Regions from separate parts of the Hordeum vulgare genome. Here region 2 is linked to region 1. Evidence: chromatin contacts called from public Hi-C data. All regions are on one chromosome and are shown on one strand. The core of a region is the stretch at or near the end of the contact, and the rest is flanking DNA. Distances in the headings are between cores, read along the strand shown.

Region 1 (5,253 bases), core at 979-3,478:
AATCGTGAGCAAATTTGGAAGCGCAAAATTTTTGAAAGCCCGAACATTTTTGAAATCTTGAGAACAAAATTTGAAATGGAGAATAATTTTGAAAACCCAAACAAATTTGGAAACTTAAACAATTTTGCACATTTTTTAAAATGGATATCAAATTTGAAATCATAAAAAAATTGAATCTTGAATTTCTTTTTAAAACAACAACAATTTTGTAAAATCGTAAATAAATTTGGAAGCCCGAACTATTTTTAAAATTTGTTTTAATCAAGAATAAATTTCCAAAGCAAGAACAATTTTCAAACATTTTTCTAATTTACAAACCATATCATTTTTTGGAAGACTCAAGCATTTTTTGAAAGTCCAGAACATTTTTTGGAAAATCCAGAACATTTTTTTAAAAAGCAACAACATTTTTCGAATTTGAAGAACGATTTTTTCCAAATTTACGAAAGAAGTTTTAAAAAGTGAAAGTTTTTGAGTTTGAAACCTTTTTAAGGGTAAGAACATATTTTGAAATTTAGTAATATTTTTCGTATTTGAAGAACATGTTTTGAAAATCCAAAACATCTTTTGAAAATCCAAAACATTTTTAATACAGAAACAGAAAATTACAAAAATGAAACATAAAAAATAAAGATTTAGAAACCTTCTAGAAGTTTCCTAAAACCGGAAAAACCCTGCTGGAAAAGATTCTCAAAACCGAGATCATTGAATAAATGGGCCAGTCCAATAGAATCCTTCGCCGTTGAAGCCACCAGGTCGTGTGCGTTGCTCGACTATTTACCGCAAAAAGCGGCAAATAGGGGATTCCCGTGAAAGAGGCATGTGAACACATCAGATGATCTGGATGGAAAAAAAGATGGGCCATCCCAGCTTGCCGTACAGGTGTACATCGTGTTTGATGGACAAAGATTTTCTGATACATGATCATCATTTCTGAGAAAGTCAATTCGGCTCCTTAGAGCATATGCTTCCGGAGCCAAAAAAAAAATAAAGATAAAATTTATTTGTGTAGTTAGACACATTCAAATGCTATCTATTAATTTAGGGCAAAAAATTAAACATTTTAGCTTGTGAAAAAAAATTAAACGTTGAAAGTTATCCAAAATGTCACTCCAAATTTATTTTCTTATTGAAGAAATACCGTTGCTCCTTATCGCGTGAAATTTGTCATGCATGTTCGCGATACTAATACAATCATTTACAACGAAATTAGAACTTCTTTTAAACATTTTATCTCACAATACCGTTCATCCGGAAGCATATGTTCATGGGAGCCAAAACAAATGTCATGTCCTTTCTTATCAAAAGGTAATGGACTAATTTGAGTTGTCTTTGTCTTTAACGGGATACCAAGCAGAACGATAATATATGTAGCATTACTCCAAAAAATTACCCTTAAAATGATACTCCCTCTGTCCGAAAATACTTGTCTTAAAATGCATATAATAAATGTATTTACAATTAAAATAAGTCTAGATACATTTATCTCTAGGACAAGTATTTCCGGACGGAGGTACTATTTTCTTTGTTAGGTCCCTCAAAGATATTTTTTGGCTATTTAGTGCGCAAGGATAATTAACTTGCTTCCTCCTAATACTTGGCTAGATCCGGCCCCAATGGCCGTAATTCCTATGCTTGTAAATGAATAGAGGAGGTTTGAAGTGGAAAAAAAGATAAAACACGCCTTGTCTAGCAGATGCTCTTATGCATCATCTCGTTGTACTGGAGCCAGGAGATCTGCCGCTGCAGCCTCATCTGCGAGTAGAAGTTGGCGATGAACTCCTCCGCCTTCCCATCCACCCCGGCGTCCTCGCAGTCCTCTTGTTCCGCGGCGCCGAAGTTGGCGTAGCTCGCTCCCATCACTGCCCGCTGGAGCAGCTCCTCCTCCACGCAATCGTCGAGGTTCTCGACGCCGTACTCGCTCGGCCCGGCGCCGTGGCAGTCCCCGACGCTGCCCGCGTCCCTCTCGCGGGGGTCGCAGAAAAAGTAGCGGTCGCCACTGTAGTCGTCGGGGGTGTCCGGGACGGCGGGGGCGACGCAGGGGATGAAGCGGAGCACGCGCGCGGAGGGGGCGCGGAACCGGAACGCAGGCGTCTCGTCGATGGAGAACTCGCGCTCACCGAAGCGCAGCCGGTCGCTGCGCCCGCTGCGTCCCAGGGTCTTGAGCAGGCGGAGGCCATGCACCACGACTCCCTTCCGCGCCCGGAGCACCGCCAGCTGTTGGGACATGGGAAATCACTGATCGTCCCTATGGTTGCAAACCATTGGGATGCAAGTGGGTGTTCAAAAAGAAGCTTAGGCCCGACGGTACAATTGAAAAGTACAAGGCTAGGCTTGTGGCCAAGGGCTATGCCCAGAAAGAAGAGGAAGATTTCTTCGATACTTATTCACCTGTGGCTAGACTGACCACCATTAGAGTACTACTCTCATTGGCGGCCTCTCATGGTCTTCTCGTTCATCAAATGGACGTTAAGACGGCTTTCCTGAATGGAGAGCTAAATGAGGAAATTTATATGCAACAGCCAGATGGCTTTGTGATAGAAGGTCAGGAAGGAAAGGTGTGTAAGTTGCTGAAATCTTTATATGGTCTGAGACAAGCACCTAAGCAATGGCATGAGAAGTTTAATACAACTCTGACATCTGTTGGCTTCGTTGTTAATGAAGCTGACAAATGTGTATACTATCGCCATGGTGGGGGCGAAGGAGTTATATTGTGCTTGTATGTTGATGACATACTGATATTTGGAACCAACCTCAAAGTAATTGAGGAGGTTAAGTCCTTTCTGTCTCAAAACTTTGAGATGAAGGACCTTGGGGTGGCTGATGTTATCTTGAACATCAAGCTATTGAGAGATGATGAGGGTGGGATTACACTTCTGCAATCCCACTATGTTGACAAGATTTTGATTCGCTTTGGATATTCAGACTGCAAGATTTGTCAAACACCATATGATCCTAGTGTGCTTATTCGAAAGTTTAAAGGCACAGCTATAGATCAATTGAGATTCTCTCAAATTATCGGTTCACTTATGTACCTAGCTAGCGCAACAAGGCCTGACATCGCGTTTGCTGTGAGCAAACTTAGCCGGTTTGTTGCAAACCCGGGCGAAGTTCATTGGCGTGCTGTTGAAAGAATTATGCGCTACTTGAAAGGTACTTCAAGATCAGTATGTCATTAGTCTAGTCAATGCCATGCTAGTTATTATTTTGTGGATTAATCTACTCGGAAAATTGCCTATTTACTCAACAATCCAAAAACCTAATGTCTGTAGGAATTTTTCGAGTAATGGTTTTGCTGCTGCACTGAAACCGGATAAGTTTACCGGTACCTTTTTCAAGCGTTGGCAAACGAGAACCACCTTATGGCTCACGGCTATGAACGTGTTCTGGGTAGCCGGTGTCACTCCTACGGAAACTATCACTCCTGAACAGGAGAAGATGTTTAAGGAGGCCACCGTCCTATTCCTTGGAGCAGTCATTAGCGTGATCGGAGATAAGCTGGTTGATGCATATTTACATATGCATGTTGCCAAGGACTTGTGGGAGGCGCTCGAATCTAAATTCGGGGCCACCGATGCTGGGAGTGAGATGTATGTTATGGACTCCATCATGGCTAACGGGACATGGGAAATCACTGATCGTCCCTATGGTTGCAAACCATTGGGATGCAAGTGGGTGTTCAAAAAGAAGCTTAGGCCCGACGGTACAATTGAAAAGTACAAGGCTAGGCTTGTGGCCAAGGGCTATGCCCAGAAAGAAGAGGAAGATTTCTTCGATACTTATTCACCTGTGGCTAGACTGACCACCATTAGAGTACTACTCTCATTGGCGGCCTCTCATGGTCTTCTCGTTCATCAAATGGACGTTAAGACGGCTTTCCTGAATGGAGAGCTAAATGAGGAAATTTATATGCAACAGCCAGATGGCTTTGTGATAGAAGGTCAGGAAGGAAAGGTGTGTAAGTTGCTGAAATCTTTATATGGTCTGAGACAAGCACCTAAGCAATGGCATGAGAAGTTTAATACAACTCTGACATCTGTTGGCTTCGTTGTTAATGAAGCTGACAAATGTGTATACTATCGCCATGGTGGGGGCGAAGGAGTTATATTGTGCTTGTATGTTGATGACATACTGATATTTGGAACCAACCTCAAAGTAATTGAGGAGGTTAAGTCCTTTCTGTCTCAAAACTTTGAGATGAAGGACCTTGGGGTGGCTGATGTTATCTTGAACATCAAGCTATTGAGAGATGATGAGGGTGGGATTACACTTCTGCAATCCCACTATGTTGACAAGATTTTGATTCGCTTTGGATATTCAGACTGCAAGATTTGTCAAACACCATATGATCCTAGTGTGCTTATTCGAAAGTTTAAAGGCACAGCTATAGATCAATTGAGATTCTCTCAAATTATCGGTTCACTTATGTACCTAGCTAGCGCAACAAGGCCTGACATCGCGTTTGCTGTGAGCAAACTTAGCCGGTTTGTTGCAAACCCGGGCGAAGTTCATTGGCGTGCTGTTGAAAGAATTATGCGCTACTTGAAAGGTACTTCAAGATCAGTATGTCATTAGTCTAGTCAATGCCATGCTAGTTATTATTTTGTGGATTAATCTACTCGGAAAATTGCCTATTTACTCAACAATCCAAAAACCTAATGTCTGTAGGAATTTTTCGAGTAATGGTTTTGCTGCTGCACTGAAACCGGATAAGTTTACCGGTACCTTTTTCAAGCGTTGGCAAACGAGAACCACCTTATGGCTCACGGCTATGAACGTGTTCTGGGTAGCCGGTGTCACTCCTACGGAAACTATCACTCCTGAACAGGAGAAGATGTTTAAGGAGGCCACCGTCCTATTCCTTGGAGCAGTCATTAGCGTGATCGGAGATAAGCTGGTTGATGCATATTTACATATGCATGTTGCCAAGGACTTGTGGGAGGCGCTCGAATCTAAATTCGGGGCCACCGATGCTGGGAGTGAGATGTATGTTATGGACTCCATCATGGCTAACGGGACATGGGAAATCACTGATCGTCCCTATGGTTGCAAACCATTGGGATGCAAGTGGGTGTTCAAAAAGAAGCTTAGGCCCGACGGTACAATTGAAAAGTACAAGGCTAGGCTTGTGGCCAAGGGCTATGCCCAGAAAGAAGAGGAAGATTTCTTCGATACTTATTCACCTGTGGCTAGACTGACCACCATTAGAGTACTACTCTCATTGGCGGCCTCTCATGGTCTTCTCGTTCATCA
Region 2 (5,253 bases), core at 1,610-4,109, 280 kb after region 1:
ACCATATTAACAAGGTCAACTATGGAAGCAGAACTAACTGCGTTAGACACAACCACTGTAGAGGCAGAATTGCTGCGTGAACTCTTGATGGATTTGCTTGTGGTTGAAAAACCTGTACCGGCTATTCTTATGAATTGTGACAACCAAACGGTTATCGCTAAAGTGAATAATTCTAAGGATAACGCGAAGTCATCAAGACACGTGGAGAGACGTTTAAAATATGTCAGGAAGTTGAGAAACTCCGGAGTAATAACTGTTATGTATATTCAAACAGACAAAAACCTGACAGATCCTTTTACAAAGGGACTATCACGCAATGTGATAGATAGTGCATCTAGGGAGATGGGTATGAGACCCATAGACGTTACACCATAGTAGTAACCCAACCTTTGTGATCGGAGATCCCCTGAATTAGGACCTGGGAAGAACAAGCTATTGTTTAACAGAGGAGAGTAATAAGTGACCGTCTCTAAGCGAAGATGCAAAACTCTCAGAGCTGTAAGGCATAAGTACTGTTAGGCAGGTTGGCAACATGCCTTAATGTGATTCTATTGGCTATTATAGCAAAGATGTTGTCCTACAGAACAATCTTGAAAGAACACACCTATATGAGCTCCGATTGTAAAACGTCGCAATCTATGAGATTTGGGTAATCTCTAGTAAGCTCACGAAGAGACCAGGGAGTACGATGTATATGCTCCAAACCGCGGGGTAGCCTACTAGCAGCCAGGTACTGGTTAAGACTTCGAGTGAAACCTGTTCACACAAAACTAGCAATTCAAGGCATAGTCCATTGTCAAGTTGTGGATGGATGTAGCTTAAAGTTCTAGGCAGAAGTTCAACTTAACAGTCTCTGCTGAAACACTCGTATATTAAACAAGTGGAGAGACAAGGTAAATCTCTAAATGGATATTTGAGATCTGGTGGGGGATTGTTAGAATTGAATGGGCTTGGCCCATGTACAAAATTCTGAAATCTCAATTTGAGCCCATGAATAAAATGGCAAGTGGTGGTGTGGTGGTGCTAAAGTTCAGTCCCATACCGCTAGTGGAGGAAGTGTTGGACCTCTTTATATAGTGAGTTCTCCCCACTACTCTAAGTGTGTGTTGAGAAGAGAAAGGAGAGAACCACACGCGCGCGCTCGCCTCGCCTCGCCTCGCCTGGCTCGGGCGTATGCGTGAATGGTCCGCCAAAATCCGGTCCGATGCCTTGCGGGGGCGCGGCTACCTTTTGCCGTTTTATTTTTTATGTCTTGGCAGACAAGTTAATTACTTGTCCGGTAAGTATACGACTTGGAAACCAAGTCGGTTTGAGACGTGATCGCGACACGGAACCGACCTTGGTCCTCGTATATATACAGCTTATCGGGGTCGGCCAAAGACGCACCGAAAACCATCTAGGGTTTTGCCTCGTCTCACAACTTGCGCCGCCATCGTAGTCTACCTCATCCCGAGCGCCGGCGTCCAACGGCGAACGGGAGAGCAGGTCTCCGAAACCAGTCGCCTTTGTGATCCTGTACGGGAGAAGGCGAATTAGGTTTTTGGGAAGCGCTTTGCGCGACTGCACGCTGCTTCCACAACGGGTCGTCTACCAAGCAAGTCGGGCGGTGCTGCGTACCGCCGCCTCAAACGTCGTCTACTTCGTCCCATCATCGCCAACGTCATCGTCAACAACGCGTCTGCACCGAACACATCTGCTTCCTCTACAAACGTTCGGTACGTGCGTCGTGTTCTCGTTAGCCTGATGAACATGTTAGATGCGTACATGTTTTGCTACACGGTCTTGCTGCTATTCATGTTGTCTCCTGCATCTAGTATGATAGAGTTTCACATGTTAGTAGTTGCTATCGTCATGCTTTATATTCTGGAATTAATCATGGAAATTGTGCCTAATTTCTTAACACAATGTGACCAATCAAACTGCACTCATCTGAATGAAATCAAGAGAAATATATGCACATATATATATCTGTGTACAAGTACGGTTTACTGTATTTTGTGTTTATCTAACTTGCAATTGACATGGACGAACCCAAAACTCAAGATTTTGATGATTCAAACAAACAACCTTAACACTATTGTTCTAGCAGACGCTCCTTTCCATCATCTCGTTGTATTGCAGCCACGAGATTTGGCGCTGCAGCTTCATCTGCGCGTAGAACTTTGCGATGAACTCGTCCGCCTTCACGTCCACCCCGGCATCCTCGCCGCCCTCCACGGCCCCCGATGAGCCGACGGCGACGCTCGCCTCCATCATCGCGCGCTCGTCCGCGCCATTGTCGAAGCTCTCCAGGCCGCACTCGCTCGGCTGGTCATCGTACAAGTCCCGGGCGCAGCTCGCGTCCCGCTCGCGGTCGTCGCAGAAGAAGTAGCGGTCATCGCCGTAGACGCCGGGGGTGTCCGGGACGGAGGGCGCGATACAGGGGATGAAGCGGAGCACGCGCGCGGAGGGGGTGCGGAACCGGAACGCCGGCGTCTCGTCGATGGAGAACTCCCGCTCGCCGTAGCGCAGCCGGTCGTCGCGCCCGCCGCCGACGCGGCTGTGCCGCAGCGTCTTGAGCAGGCGGAGGCTCTGCGCCGCGCTCCCCTTCCGCGCCCAGAGCACCGCCAGCCGCAGCAGCCGCCACGCGCGCCGGCCGCCAACGGTGGCCTTCCTCGTCGCCTTAGGAAACATCGCCGGCGCCGCCATTGCGTTTATGTTTATATGCGTGCCGTGGATTCAGCAAAATGATCGCGAGGGCTGTGTAGCTGCTCCGCTCTTTGCTTTTGCTTTTGCTTTTGCTATGGAGGTTTGTTCGGTTGAGAAAGTTGGTGATGGGATGAGTGTGGCGGGGCGCGCTGCATAAATAGGGAGCTCGATCGGCTGGGATGCTTTGCCTTGTGTCCTGAGGCGGGAGCGGGAGCGAAGAGAAGCGAGCGCGTCAGTTACCTGCATCTTGCGTGGCAGTTGGCATACGCTGGAGCAGCAGCGGATGATTGCAGTCATGGCGTGTGGGGCCCGGCCGCCAGGAGGGGCGCCACATAGTGCGGCGCCTCATCGGGCTCACGGACGGCGGCTAGGACGCGTCTCCGAACGTGGGGCCCGTTTCCACTGTCTGTCCCGTGGCCGTGGGTTCCCGTTTCCTGGTTTCCATCCATGACAGGGGCGTTTTGCTTTGCCTTCATCAATGTACTGATGTACAGGAACAGGGTGTGAATAATGGAGACTGAAGCTCCCGTGTGATCTCCTTGGTACTTCGCGTAATTAGCCCACTGGCTGTGCATAAACTGTAGCTTTTCGCCGCACAGGTGCGTTCTGTTTTTATCTACTATTTTTTCTGTATCGAAGTACTTGTAGTTGAAGGAATTTGTACTAGTTTTTTCTGCTATAAGTATTTCGGTATAGAGGAAGTAGTCACCTGTGAGTTGTGGTGAGGTGGAGCTGAAGATCACGTGGTATAGCGTCTCAAAACGATTTGTTTTAGTACTACTTGTTTCTCTACGAACGCTTCCCAAATGACGCATCATTCCTTCTTAACCAATCACCCTTATATATATTTAGAAAAAAACTACTATTTCTACAGCTACGCGTTTCCCTATTTTACGTTCCTATGGCATGGAGTTAACTCTAGCTGCTAATCAGCGTGGAACATGGCCTTGCTTAATTAAGATGTAAACCGCGTGGCAGTGTGGACTATGAAGACTTGAAACCCAACTACCAGCGTAATCCCCGCGGTAGTAGCAGCTTCACAATAGTGGCCAGGTATCCAAGCCCACGCCCACCTCACAGGGGTACGTGCCAGGCCAAGAGGTCCACAGTGTCTTGCCGCACAGGTGAAACCGTGTACGCGGTCTCGACGCTGCGTCCAAGCACATGAATGTGCACAAGCCCAACGCAAAACAGACTGAAGAACTGAAGCCGGAGAATTTACCGTCCTGATGAGCATTGCCAAAAAAGAAAAATGATGGAGAATACAAATTTCCTCAGCCAGTACAAAAGAGCCGAAAGTCACTGCACAGCAACTAGCCTTGAAAATCAAGACACAACCAAGCTAAGAGCATCTCTAGCAACCCTCTATAATCATTGAAACTGTAAAATTCCGATCGTAAATTTTTTACGGTGGCCTAAATGAGACTCGTGATCACTATATCTGCGGATTCGGCTTCTGGATACAGGTCCGAACATATCCCTCCGCCGCCGCAAAAAATCCCCACCCCTCACTGCCGTCGCCTCAGATCCACCGCGCCCCTCCAATCCGCCGCTTCGCCCCTTCAATCCACCGCCCGAGATGGCCAACTCCGATGGCCGTGGCAACGACGACCCCGAGAAGGCGCGTTGCGTCAGATCCGACGCGACGCGGAAGCGTGCCGCCCTGCGGTACACACGCTGGGGCTAGTCGCCGCCTTGAGACAAAGGAGTACGACCGTGCGCGCAGCCGCCTTTTCTCTGTCAGCTCCTCTGAGGCATCGAGCTCGCACTAGCGCTCCTCCCTCCCCCAGGTGAAGAGGGAGCTGCCTTTGGTAAAGATGGAGCCGGAGGCCGAGGCAGGGGCGAAGCGCTGTGCCGGGGGCGTCGTTGGACCGAAGGACTTCATCCCCCCGACGGAGGCGGACACCCTTTTGCACGTGTTGTTAGCACGCAGTGCGCGGGAGGCAGAAAAGGACCGGCAGCGTCGCCGGAGGGACGAGGAGATCGACACCGTGCTCTACGAGCAGGGTGTCGCATCGACCCTCGCCTTCGGTGACAAGGTGGAGGAGTGGCACCACGAAGCCACTGAATATGAGCGCATGCGCATCTACATCAACCTCTGCTCCTCCTCCGACGACCAAGCGCTGCCGCTGAACAACTACCACACGAGCTTCGGTAAGCTCAGTTTTGCGTAGTGCGGTAGGGTAGTTATTAGCTCCGGTGAGCTCCGATAGGGTTAGCTTAGCTCGATCCTTCTCTAGTAGTTGTGCAAAATAAAATGTGGTATGTATGATCATGTAGTATGTTATGAACTATGAATGATCATTATCGTTGCAATTTTTATCACGAAAGTTTTTTTAATTATACAGTTTCATATACGGGATCTATTCTACAACACACGATTTAGCCCCGTAAAACTCCGCTTGATCAAACTGTAAATGATTTATGCGGGTCAAAAAAATACGGGCTCTGTTGGAGATGCGCTAAGAGGGGCACTAGCCCGAAGCTTCCCGTGAAGTTTCACAAATCATATAAACACAGAAAGCAAACAAATTTCTTATACGACTCCGATTCATGGGGTCACAT

What was found. A called contact is a pair of places that touch in the nucleus more often than the background predicts.
Region 2: a Hi-C map of leaf shows a contact between it and region 1, with 9 times the contacts expected there. The contact joins the promoter of LOC123446570 here to the promoter of LOC123450590 in region 1. A contact is called at or near these places in 2 of 6 Hi-C or Micro-C datasets (leaf and seedling) and 1 of 1 datasets of contacts at active chromatin or transcription factors (embryo).

The regions. Positions count from the first base shown.
Region 1 is chr4H:435,639,955-435,645,207 of MorexV3_pseudomolecules_assembly, forward strand. LOC123450590 reads right to left here and starts at 2,229. Exons shown (of 1, transcript XM_045127760.1): 1 at 1,438-2,229. The coding sequence starts at 2,229. The coding sequence ends at 1,690.
Region 2 is chr4H:435,917,446-435,922,698 of MorexV3_pseudomolecules_assembly, forward strand. LOC123446570 reads right to left here and starts at 2,860. Exons shown (of 1, transcript XM_045123143.1): 1 at 1,935-2,860. The coding sequence starts at 2,688. The coding sequence ends at 2,083.